Regions from separate parts of the Mus musculus genome. Here region 2 is linked to region 1. A link is a contact called in public Hi-C data. All regions are on one chromosome and are shown on one strand. The core of a region is the stretch at or near the end of the contact, and the rest is flanking DNA. Distances in the headings are between cores, read along the strand shown. Region 1 has its middle 40 kb from the start of Rerg. Region 2 overlaps Ptpro (protein tyrosine phosphatase, receptor type, O).

Region 1 (6,707 bases), core at 1,251-3,750:
GTGGACCCTAACCCATTGCACGCATCTGCCTTCCTTGCTGCATCTTATAGGCGCATGCATACAATGTCATGAGTCATTAATCTAAGAGTATCCACAGATGACAGGGGTGTCACCCTCCTCGCAGAAGAGCACCTGAGCTTCACCACCTCAGAGTCATCCTAGCGAGAAGACCTTAGGTTTCTAGAAGCTCCACCATCCTGGGGGAGACAGGTTGGGAGCCTGAAGTGCTGAAGACAGAATGCTTCACTGGGGTGATATTCAGTTATTTAAGTTTTAACTCGTTATCCACACTACCTTCCCCCTTCCTCTTCTTACGTCTCATTGTGGACATGTCCTTAGTGCTAAAGCAGAATGGGGAGCTGAGAGAAAAATTAAAAGTACTGCTGACTTTGAAACGGCCAACCAGAAATGGTTTTACACTAGCATTAGCATGGCTCTCCAAATGGAGCAGTAAAACGATAAATGTAGATTTTGAAAATCATACTTTTTATGATGCAATATTTTGAAAGGTATAATCCATGTGTTCATAAAATAGTATAGACAGTGGAATGGGAATATTAAGTCATATAAAGATAAATGTGTGCATACACACACACACATATACATGTATGCATATATATATACATACACACACATAAGCATATAGTTTTATCATGGTTTAACAGTGAGTTAGGCCATCAAACTCACAATTTCAGAGTACTTGCAGGACAGCAAGAAACCTCTTCTGCCTTTCCTTCCTCACTGGGTGCTACCCTGTGCCTGAAGAAGTCAGCAGACAGCTTGCTGGACTCTGTCCTCACCTTCCACGACGTGGATCTTGAAGCTGAACTCAGGATGTCAGGCACAGGTGCCTTTCCCAGAGCCATCTCAGCAGCGCATAATTGTTCTTGCCATTGTCATTTGCTTTTCTCTTTTCAAAAATGTTAGTTTGCAAGTTACTTTACAGCAGGCATTGGGCATAATTCTGTACTTTATATGCAAATGTAGAAGGATAATGTGGTCAGCAGGTTAATAGCAGAAGCCTGAGAAACAGCCTGTTGTGTTTTGTCAAGAGTTTCCGTGCTGTTAGGCCAAGTTCCAAGGAGGCCGAGCCAGAGCCAGGAACTTCTATTCAGGTGATTTATTGACATTTTGCTTATGAGCCTAGCCTTTAATAGCTAAGTTATCTCCCCAGCTCTTGGTGATTTATTGAATGAAGTATCTTCAGGAAAAACCATAAGAGGAGGAAGAGAAGAAGGAAGACAGGGGCAGAAGCTAGACAAGTCATGGTTTTAGGAAAACCCTAGCTTTGGATGTTAAACGTATATGATGTATGTGTGTGTGTTTTTGCATCCCTGAGCACACACATGTGCATGTGTGTACAGAGCCTGACATTGACATCAGGTGCATCCGGCGTTATTCTCCGTCTTATACCTTGAGGCGGGGTCTCTCAGTTGAGCCTGTAGCTCATACATTGGGCAAGGATAGCTAGCCACCTCGCTCCAGGGACTCCGTCTTACACTCAGCAGCAGTAGTGTGACAAGCAGTCCACTGTATTTACTCAGCATTAACCTGGATTCCAGCAGCCCAAACTCTGGCCCGCAGGGTCAACCCTTGAGCTGCTGAGCCATCTCTCCAGCTCCTAAGAATTTTCATTTTTCGGGGAAAGTTTCTTCCATAATTATCTCCCCTCCGGAGAAAATTGTTCAATGAATGCAACAAGGAAGTAAAGACGTTTCCCTGGCAAAAGGCAGAAAGACTTAACTGGCTTCCCCACTCAACCTGTTGTCAGTTACAAGAAGAGCATCATTTTCCCACAGGAAGAGAGCTGCGGTCACAAAACACCTGACAAAAGGCCTGTGTAGAAGCATTGGTCTACTCCAGGAACTATAGATGGAGTGAGAAGATCATACTGAGAACAGTGGTAGACACACTAAGGTGGTCATCTGTGGCCCAAGAAGGTCTTGATGCCAACCTGCAGCCACAATACTTTACTCATGGGAATTCCTACAGAAAGGAAAATTCAACAACACTCAGGGTCATCTCAACCCACTCCATCCTGTTGTCACATTGAGCAATGGCTGATTCTCCTGAGCCTGAAGCATCAAAGGATGTGAATAATGGACCACTGGGCTTGTCATAGCTAATGGGCACCTGCCCTGAGTGTCCAAAGATGGAGTTCTACTGGACTTAAACTGCCCAATTTCCATTTAGTCATCTCAAAAAAAAAAAAAAAAACTTTTCTTCATTGGAAGGAGGTGAATGTCACTGGCATACAACATAGACACTTTCAGAGAAAAGAAAGAGTAGACCCCAACTTGCAAGATACAAGGCTTTCCGGCAATGGCTGACCCACATTAGGGCATGCCAATTCATTGGCATAGACCACATATCTCGGCCTGATATTGTGTGAATACAAACCGGATGCATCTGATTAAGTGCTCCCAGGCCTGGTGTAATAATTGACTCACTGGCAGTGTGCCTCCTTCCAGCTATTCTGGGATCTGGGCTTGGAGCATTTGGAGTTTGGCACACTCACCTCAGAGGCTCTCTCAGCTGGGCCGGGTGCCAAGTGGCCATCCTCCTCACTATTCTACTCTCCTTTCTCGATTCTTCTCCATGTTTCCCCACAAACCATGCCTTGCCCTTCGGATCTCACCGTCTTTTGGTTTGGAAAGATGTTTCGGCTCCTCTGCTCAACCTGGCTGGTTGATTGAAAGCTGGGCAGAGGGCTACATGCGAATCAGATGGAGCTTGCCTTACCAAGGATGTTTGTTAAATGTGGTCAGTGACAGCCAGCTTGGGTCCCTGGCAATCAAGCAGGTAGAAACTATTTCCTGTTGTAGATGGTGCTATGTGCCTGAGAGATTAGTACCATAGTGTCCAGAGCTGGGCACATTCCATTTTGGCATTGTCACTTACAGACTGGGTCACCCTGAACAACGGACTCAGTTTTCCCTGCTTCTGTGTTGTCATCTGTAAAACGGAAATAATTGAAGGACCTACCGTGTAAGTTTGGCCGGAGGATTAAATGAGTTCACACTTATCAATGACCAGACAAATTTGCTTCCCCTTGCAAAGATGTTAATGAGAGTCGGTGAGATGGCTCAGCTAATAAAGGTGGTCGCCACCAAGCCTAATGCTCCTGGTTGGTTCTATGGAGACCCACATGGTGGAATGGAGACAACCCATTCTGGAAAGTTGTCCTCTAAGCCCCCCTCATGCCTCTCTGGTCACACAAGCATGCACACAAAGAAATTGTTATTGAAGACTATAAAAATGTTCTTCAAAGAAGGAAGTTAATGAGGTATCAGGGAATTTCCTTGACATTATTTGTATAGCTAATTTAATTATTATTTACATAGTACTCTGGTGCTAAGCAACTGAAAGGCTCCAGTATTTTAGCTGATGAATTCTTATCATAACCCTGAATTACGTTCTGTCTTGCAATAACAAAATTACAAAGCAGAAGATGGTACCTTGTCTGGTATTAAAGCATTAATTGGGTGGAGCAATTAAAAGATTGAGCTTGATTTATTCCTAATGGCTTGGAAAGATAAACAAGACATATCATGGAGGAGCGATTGGAAATCAGAGACAGGGTTGAAAAGCAACTGAAAGTCACAATATGAATGTAGAATCACATTTTATGCTTAAAAATTTATGTGTATAATCGTGTCTATATGCATGTAGAGGCTGTATGTATAAGACATTAGAGTATAGAAAAAATAGTTCACTTTGATGATAGCTGGCACAGAAGTTATTTTGTGGAAAGGAGCCACCTTTATTGAGAAAAGAGTTGTGCTCTGAGAAAGTGTGTCTCCCCGAGTCAAGGTCATTAGTGAAGAAGCAGAAGCTTATTATAAAAAAAGAGGGGGTGGGTGAGGCCAGGGCAGGTGTGGTGGGAGGGAGGGAGGGAGGGCCAAGGAAGAATGAGCACTCTTTTCTCCTAGGGACTCCTGGGAAGTAGTTAGCAGTGAAAACCCTTCAGTCAGTTCAGAGGTGGTTGATTTGATTGTCTTCTTGACAGGACCACAGTCACCTAGGAGACAAACCAGTTGCTAGATAAGATTGCCTGCCTGGGGTGCAAAGCCTACCTACCTTACTGTGAACAGCACCATTCTGTGATCTTAGACAACAGACTGGATAAAAAAGCAGAGAGAGAGCCTTGTGCAACAGCCTTCCAGTGCTGACTGGATACTTGCCTGCCGGTCTGTCTCGGTCTGTCTCCCGTGGCTCTCCCACTGTAAGGGAGTATGCATGCCCCCAGCTGTGAGCTACGATGCACTCTTTCTTCCTTATGCTTTTGGCTAGAAATTGTCCCAGCAAGGAGAAAGGTGACAAAGACTCCCAAATGCTTGGTAGAGTGGGTCTCCTTGTGTGAACTATAGACAGGGCTCTGATCAACCGCAGACTAGAAAGAGAACAAAATGAGGTCTTCACCTGGGAGACATATGGAAGTGTGTATGTGGGGGTGGGGGAGGGGGAGGAGGAGATGACCATGCTTGTAGACTCACACTTGTAAGTGTGCACTGCCAAAACACGGGAAGAACCTGTGTCACACTGCTGTGTGGTTAGCATTGAAAGAGTGTGTGATTGTGCTGTGTCATGTGTTCCAGTGTTTTCATCACTGGGACAAATTACCTTTCATGGACAATGTCAGAGAAGAAAGAGACTTTTATTTGGCTCACTGTTTCAGAGAATCAGTCCATTGATTTATTATTTCTTTTCTGTCCCTGACAAAGAGAAACAACAGGGTACAGATAGATCACTGAGGAAACACTCACTTCGTGGGAGCTGAGAAGCAAAGGCAGAGAGAGGGCCAGGAAGAGAAGGGGCCTTTTGAGACAGGCTTTCTCTGTGTAGCTCTGGCTGTCCTGGACTTGTTCTGTAGACCCGGCTGACCTCTGACTCAGAGATCTGCTGGCCTCTGCTTCCTGAGTGCTGGGATTAAAGGCGCAGGCCCCCACTACCTGGCTTACATAACGTCTTTAAGGACATACTAGCCATGGAATAAATTCCTTGCGCCATGAAGTTCTACTTCTAAATAGCATCATATACCAATGGCCAAGGCTTTTAGCATACAGGCTTTTGTGCGGCATTGCCGATCAAGATCATAAATGTAAAAACAGTTTACAGTCACAACTCTTGACTCTTCCCATACATTTACTTACGTGCCATTAGGAATTTACAGTCATGCTTCCGTAAGTAAATCAAACATCCTACCTCTACGCTTCCTTGGGGGAAATGCTGTTCAGAACCTCTGTCCATCTAACTCAGCATTTCTGAGCCAGAGGTCAGGTCACTGTTGCCTGTCCTGAAGTCACATGTCTGGCAAAAAACTCAAGAGGATTGCGCCTGCACTTTCAAGGTTCAGCGGTCAAATGCCCTGTGGTCCTTAAATTTTCCTGTTGTAAAGCACATGACAGAGAAAGGAAACTTGGTGTGGGGCAAGCAGGACCTGAACTGCGCTTGCGTTCTTACCTCTGACCTCCTTAAGGTCCTAATTGCAGGGTCTTCACCACAGACAAGCATCCGTTGGTTAATAAGCTCAGGAGAAGGCTGGCCAGTCCCAGGACTGATGGAGAAACCTAACTGCCTGCTTTATCTCCAGTTCTTCCTCAGGCTTTGAGTCCTGACCTACTCACTCACCAACCACAGGTTCCAAGCTTCCTCCAATGACCGCATTTGTCTCTCCTCTCACTATTCTTCATTTTCTCCCTTCATTCTGCCTCGTTTTTCTTCATTTCCCATATGATTTGGTCATTCGAGGCCGTTTTTGTGTGGTTTCAGTTTGTTTTGGCGTTCTTCCCAAATAGAGACACTTTTCCTCAGCTGTCTCTAGACGTAGTCTAATCGGCCAGGTCTTTGATGGATGCTCTATTCATCTCCCCCTTCCCCGGCAGGGTCAACCATACTACCCAATGAATCATAAGTGCTCAGTAAATATCGAATGGAGAAGAAAGAAAAGATGAACCGGAAAGCTTGATTGCTGCGTACAGGATTTTGTTTGTTGCTGTTGGTTTTCTTTGGTTTTGACAAACTGTATCCTCCCAGAAATACCTCCATCTGTCTTTCTTCATCTCCGTGAGAAAGACAATGTTCTCCCTTTCCCCCACAGCAATTTTCTGTATTGATGCTATCATGTTTTCTCCCCATGAAGACCTGTGGAAATCCCAAAAGTTATGTGTTTGTAACAGTAGCATCTTTGTTCCCTCTGAGAAACCTCACTGGCTGGCTCCTCAGACAATACCCAATGAGACAGATAAGTAAAGAGAGGGCCTGCTCCAGAGAGTTGCATTAGTGAATGCTAGCTATATTATGTGCATGGCTGACTCTTAATATTTTAAAACTTAGAAACTCAAGTAGTTAAAATATATTTGTATATCATTTGTAAAAGCACGACATCTCTTGGGAGGAGAATCAAGCTTAAATCTCTACCACCCATTATCCTCAACTGTGAAAAGACGCTGTTTAGCAATCTAAGGGACGATGTTAAAATTCTGCCATCTGGTGGCCTCCTAAGACATGACACAAGTGATTTTTTTTTTTTAGACTTACTCCACCACACTGTGGTTAAAGTGACGACTTCCTTCCATCTTCTCTCTGCATTGCAAAGTATCTACTGTTGTATTTTTTGCTTATTTCAGAAACGCTTTTATCTCATGGACTGATATGTCCCTAACCTGTGTACCTGAATAATGGCTGTCAGCAAGTGTATAGCCGAA
Region 2 (6,010 bases), core at 713-3,212, 150 kb before region 1:
TAGTCAGCACTACAGAGGCCATCTACAAATGACGTCACTGCATGCAAGATGCTTGTCATGAGAGAAATACAGTTGCTCTCAATCTGTTTATAGTTGAGGCTCAGAAAGATTTTACTCTTTACTCAGAAAGAGTATTTTCCCAAGGTCATAAGTTCAAAACACAAACTCCCTTTTTGTATAGAATACCTATTATTGTTTCCTTGAGTTGTTTCTAGACACTCAATTTGTCACACCATACATCAAAGGCTTGCTGATAACCTGAACCACATGTGGACATCCTTGAAGCTTAATTTGTTTGTTTATTTTTGTATGGTACATGTTTTCAGCAACTAAATTAAACATGGAATATACTCAAAGCCCTAGAAGAGAGTATAGAGTCCTACAAATGGACCAATACTTTTATGTTCTTTTGGACTCATTGTTTATTGGGCATTAGTACTTATACAGGATATCTGGCATTGAAGATATTAATTGTGTCTCCTCATTAAGTAGGCCAGTATTGTGTTTGTGGTATTTTAATCAATACTGGTTGTTAGGTGCCGTCCATCATCCCAGGCCAGGAGCTGTAACTTATCTACAGCTCCAGGATCAGAGCCTGATAGGTGCTGGGTTCGTCCTGGTGTATGTGGTAATGTTGGTAATAGAAAATAGTTTCTGTGCATGAATTCTAAACTGGTTACCCATATTATCCCTCACCCTCAGATGTGAGACAGGAAACTCTTGCTTTGTGGGTGCCTAATTCCTTTGCACACACAGGGCATTGAATCTCTTGCCTGATGGATCCTTGGTCCCTCGGTGGAATGCGCACAACTGTTGGGTGGTGGTGGTAGTGCTCATTTGAAGGATGGGTCTGTGCACAGCTGACTTAACACCACTGGCAGGAGGCTAGCGCAGAAGCATCCAACCTCTGTGTCTACTGAGTCTACTTCCTGATCCTAAATGTTGCTGTCCCCAACCAGGCAGCTGTGCAAGCAGCTGCATTTGGTGACTAATCTCAGCCTGTCTTTCCCTTGCTGGGAAGAAGAACCTGAGATCTGTCCCCTAGTGGCCTGAAGCAGCAAGAAGAAATGCCTGGGACAGGGAGGGCCCAGCTATGAGAAGAAAACCAAGGATTCAAACACAGAGTGGACTCAGAACGAGATGACATTTGGGGATTTCCATGGCAGTTCATGAAATACCTAGTGAATCAGACACTCTGGTTATAGATAAATCTCCAAACCAACCGATGACCAATGAGAAGAAAAACATTTTAGTTTTAACTTACTGAAAAGTTTGACAAGATATGCTACCTTTTCCATAATAGTTTTTAAATGTAATATATACTTTGGAATCTCAGAAGTTTTGTATCTTGGTGACCTAGAATAATTAGTCTTACTAGTAAACATTTTTCATATATATATATATATATATATATATATATATATATATATATGGATTTACAGTGGGTATTAGCTCAATGGCTCAGTTTTATTTGGGGAAGATAAAATAATTTTATTATTATTATTAATCTCTTTCACACAAAAAAATTATTAGCACATAGCAATGAAAAATGTACTGTTAACCAAACTGTAGACAAGCCGAGAACTGAATATTTAATAACATTCAAATCTGGCTTTTGTGTGTCTCATTGATTATAGAAGCTGGTTCACTCACTCAGAAAACATTAAGTTTACAAACATCAAAGTCATTAAGAATTTTTGCACCAGCCGGGAACCGGGGTGGCTGCAACGATATGGGTGGGGGGGGTAGCAAGGGGACGCGATCTGTGTTTGAGTTGATGTCTAATGTGTCACAATGCTTCACAGACAACAGAATCTTCCAGAAAAGAGAGTAATCTTCCAAATGCCAACGGCAGCTTTGGCGATGATCGTAGCAGCTAAGAGAATAAGTCCTAGCCTGTGCACTCCCAGGTTGCCAAAAATAAGCCACAGTGTCTAATCAGATTCATGTTGCTGGGACTAATGAGGACAGGCACTGGGCCAAGTGAGAGCTAGGCATGGAGCCTAGAAGGAGCCTTGTCTCGGCTGCTGCCTTCTTCCTGGTCCTTTCGCCCCAGCTTGTCCTGGGATCTATGTTCAGCAGAAGGGGCTGGCTGCATGCTCCAGGCATGAACTCTCTGCTAAGAGCAAGAAGGGACAGAAACTATTCCTAATTTATGTGGTGACTACAAAAACTATTTTTAAGAAAGATTGTTTTTTGTGGGTTTTTTTTTTGTTGTTGTTTTTTGTTTTTTGAGCAGGATGCCCCCAGTATTGCTTAACTCAGGGGCGAGGTTTTCACCCCAGTGTCCTTTACAGGGCAGGTTTTAAAGGAGTTTTTAATTGTCTCGTGCATTTATATAGTGACTTTTAGTAGTTCTCAGCCCCAGGCCTCTCCTTTTAGTACCTTCCTCTCTCCCCGGCACACTTCTCAGCAAACCTCCCGTCTACTTGTGTGGCCTGGCATTGTGTGGAGCCACTGAGGTTAAGAAAAAGAGAGGCACGAGGCTATTTACTGGAGCAAGGAGAACCTGCCAGTAGTTACACCACTGAGGAAAAGGGACACCCTCCCTCAATAACTGCTCATTGCCATTCTCTCCTCTCAAGAGAAGAGACCTCATTGGATGAAATCAGACAACCAAGTCTAGACTCACATCTCCTCCTGTCTCTTGGGCCGTATGCTAAAGATCCACTCCTGGGGCAGCAGCTGGGATCTGAGGTTTGGCTGTAGTTAGAAATGGGAATACGGGAGCCTGTAACTGCTCCAGAACTAATCCTGGGAGGAATGAACTACCAGAGATAGGGTAGAACACCTTACTACAAGGCCATGGGGCACGGGATAAAGAATCAGATTGGCCAGAGACCAGTCACAGGCCCTGGTAAGTAGTTCACTGTCCCAAATAAAGGGCTCAATGAGAAAACGCATCAAAGTTACTTATGAAACTATAAGACTGGGTACATGGGTATTATGTTTTTCCTCCATGTCCTGTTGCATCTTGGCCAATACTGCGGCAGTCTTTTTTGTTTGTTGTTCATTTTGAAAATGCTAGGTTGAGTTCTTTCCTTAGAAGTGCTAGCTAGATCTCCACAATATCAGGAAATATTCGCTACACTGTTCGGTGCAATACGTTGTCATTCCATTCCTACCTGCACAGTGGCTTGATAAGAAAATGTCATTTCTTATGATATTCTTAATGCACGGTGGATAATGGGATTTAGTTACTATTCATTATGTATTGTGTTTGGATGCTGTAGAACTGTCCACACACATAGATACACACACACACACACACACACACACACACACACACACACACACACATCCATGAGTTATAAGAAATCAAGTTATTTTAGAAATCACAAAAATGAAGTTCAGAGATCCTTTGACATCCCTGAATGTTCATAGGTAATAAATTGCAGAGCAGGAATATAAACACAGAGTCCCTGACTCCCAGCCTTGTGCTATGGATGTAAACAGATTATTTTAGTTCAGTGTATTAACTGGAGATAATAATCCTTGTGCCTGTTGACTGCTTTAAGGAGTAAAAGAAAGATTGTATGTAAAAATGTTCATTACGAAAGCTTATCAAATAGCTGTCACTATGATGCCTTTGTCCTCAGGCTGTAAGGACCCGAAGAAAGAATGGCTTCCCCAGTACTGCCTGTCACAACCGTGCAGAGGTGTTGGGGAACTCCCTCAGCCCTGACCATGCTTGCTTCCTCTAGCTTATGCTTGACAGATCACTGGAAAGTATGATACGAAAATAGAAGGAACTTTGAAGATTAACAGAGTTGAATTCAAATCTGCTCCTTAGCTTTTTTCTCTTTTTAATTCTTCCCAGGTGTGTTCAACCTTGAGTTGTCTGTGAATTAATTCAGCTCAATGTATTTATAGATGACAATGTCATATTAAAATGTCAAAGGTTGGACATCCTCTTGGCCTTTGTTGTCTCAGGTAAGAAGAGTCAGAGATGCTAGATCCTTAATGTGAGTATTATGTGTGTGTGTGTGTGTGTGTGTGTGTGTGTGTGTGTGTGTGTGTGTGTGTGTGTGCATGCCACAGCATTTGAGTAGAGCTAACAAGAGAACTTGCAAAAAGTCTGACCTTGTAGGTCAGAGGGATTGGACTCAGGTCCTCAGGCTTGGTGGCAGGCACATTTACTCTGCTGCTGCTAATACATTTCTAATGTATTTCCTAACTGTTTTTCTTTAGACTGTGTACATTTTAGAAGCTGCATTTTTATAGGCTGCAAATGCTAAGGATAACATATGAACCAGTAATTCTATCAGTCCCTTTACCCACTCACTGGAGCTATGCTTCTGTGACATCATGAACAAAGTCATTTCTTTTGCCCTTAGCACTGTGACAGCCTGAGCTCACCTGTTTGAGTGGGGTAACCATGGAAACCGTGTTAATACTAACAGCGCTGAGAAATCTGGAAACCCGGGAACTGTGCTTAGCCGATGATTGATTGGAGGGAGGAGGTGGATTCTCAGCCCTGGGGCGGGGGATGGGGGGCATAAAATCCATATGCTCTTAGTAGGCCATGGGTAAGTTCTAGGCCTGTGACTCTCTTCTAGCTCAGTGTGCCGTGAGAGGAGAATGGTGTTGATAGGCTGATTTCGCCTTTTCTGGGTGAAGTTTGGAAACGGCTTCCTCTTGTGAAAATGCTTGGGGGAGGATGCTGATTCAGTCGCTAGAAGATACGTGTAAGATGGTAGTCCAGAGCTCTTAAGTCAGAAAGTCCGAGTTTAGTTAGACTTCCCTACAGCCGTGATGTATCTTTCTAATGATGATATCAGTTAAATAAATTCTGGAGAGAGAGTAGTCTGCTGCCCAAGACCACCACATGCTTGCTTAGGGACATTCTGTGCTTGCTTAGGGACATTCTGTGCTTGCTTAGGGACATTCTGTGCTTGCTTAGGGACATTCTGTGCTTGCTTAGGGACATTCTGTGCTTGCTTACGGACATTCTGTGGTTCTGTCCTTTAATGGCTTCCTTTTAAGATGCTTAGATCCACAGCAGTGTGTGAGACCTTTGATGGACTATAGTCTCTTCTGTCCATCACCACTAGGACTCTTTAAAATGTTCCCAGGATTCCCGGGTGGGGGATGTGGCGTTAAAGGGAACGGAGGGCGGTACGTCAAAGCCTTTTCGCAGTGTTTACTTTCAGACAGTAATGGACTTCACCTGCTGCAAAGAGCAGCTTCTTTGGTGGGGGTGGGAGCCACACTTGTCTGTGATGTCAGGATCAGCATTTAAAATTCAGTTAGGAAATGTGCTGGTTTAGTAAAGTAGTCATAGGTTATTACCTAAGAATCCTGACCTAACTGGCCATGGGTAGTTGGCTGTTTCCAGAACTAGGTGTGATTTCCCTCCTACTTAGTGGGCCTTTCGTCCAGCTGGACAGCTGTTAGTTACTGCCGAGGCACCTTTAGGGACATCTTGCCATGCAGGTCATTGCTGTGCCTCATCACATGGTCACATCAGGGTAGGCTCAGAAAACCTCATGGAAGACAGATGGCAAAGATCCTAAGTTAGAGGACCAAGAAGTCTGCCATTGTGACATTGTGAGTTCTACATATGACCGAGGTGTAACATCCATGAAATCTCGACAATATGACTGCCTAACAAGACCTAACCAACTCTAATACCAGTTGACACCCCAAAGTGAAAATATACAAGCCGGGCAATGGAGGTGCACGCCTTTAATCCCAGCACTTGGAAGGCAGAGGCAGGCGGATTTCTGAGTTCGAGGCCAGCCTGGTCTACAAAGTGAGTTCCAGGGCAGCCAGGGCTACACAGAGAAACCCTGTCTCGAAAAACAAACAAACAAACAAAAAAGAAATACTGGGGCCCCATTCCAGATGAAGAGCTGCATGCTGAGAAAAAGAGAATTAGTGTTTCCCAGGGATGAGAGCCCTAGGTGGTTATCTACCAAGTAGTCACCCCTAAAAATCATATACTTATAAGCAGTGCCAGATGAACTCCCATGTTATTCTTACATACTTATTACATACTTATTACATA

What was found. Hi-C and Micro-C count contacts between places; a contact is called where the count stands out from the background.
Region 2: a Hi-C map of neural progenitor cells shows a contact between it and region 1, with 3 times the contacts expected there. The contact joins two enhancer-like sites. A contact is called at or near these places in 3 of 484 Hi-C or Micro-C datasets (cerebral cortex, neural progenitor cells and pancreatic cancer cells).

What each region holds. Positions count from the first base shown.
Region 1 is chr6:137,206,009-137,212,715 of GRCm38.p6, reverse strand. No RefSeq gene overlaps it. Among named protein-coding and RNA genes, the nearest start is that of Rerg, 40 kb to the right of the region's middle. Within about 2 kb of position 2,500, at least 19 of the 459 cell types and tissues checked have an H3K27ac peak or open chromatin away from gene starts, as enhancers often do. A contact at or near this core is called in neural progenitor cells, where this site is marked.
Region 2 is chr6:137,360,838-137,366,847 of GRCm38.p6, reverse strand. The region is part of intron 1 of Ptpro (protein tyrosine phosphatase, receptor type, O); the gene reads right to left. Among named protein-coding and RNA genes, the nearest start is that of Gm52924, 90 kb to the right of the region's middle. Within about 2 kb of position 1,962, at least 50 of the 459 cell types and tissues checked have an H3K27ac peak or open chromatin away from gene starts, as enhancers often do. A contact at or near this core is called in neural progenitor cells, where this site is marked.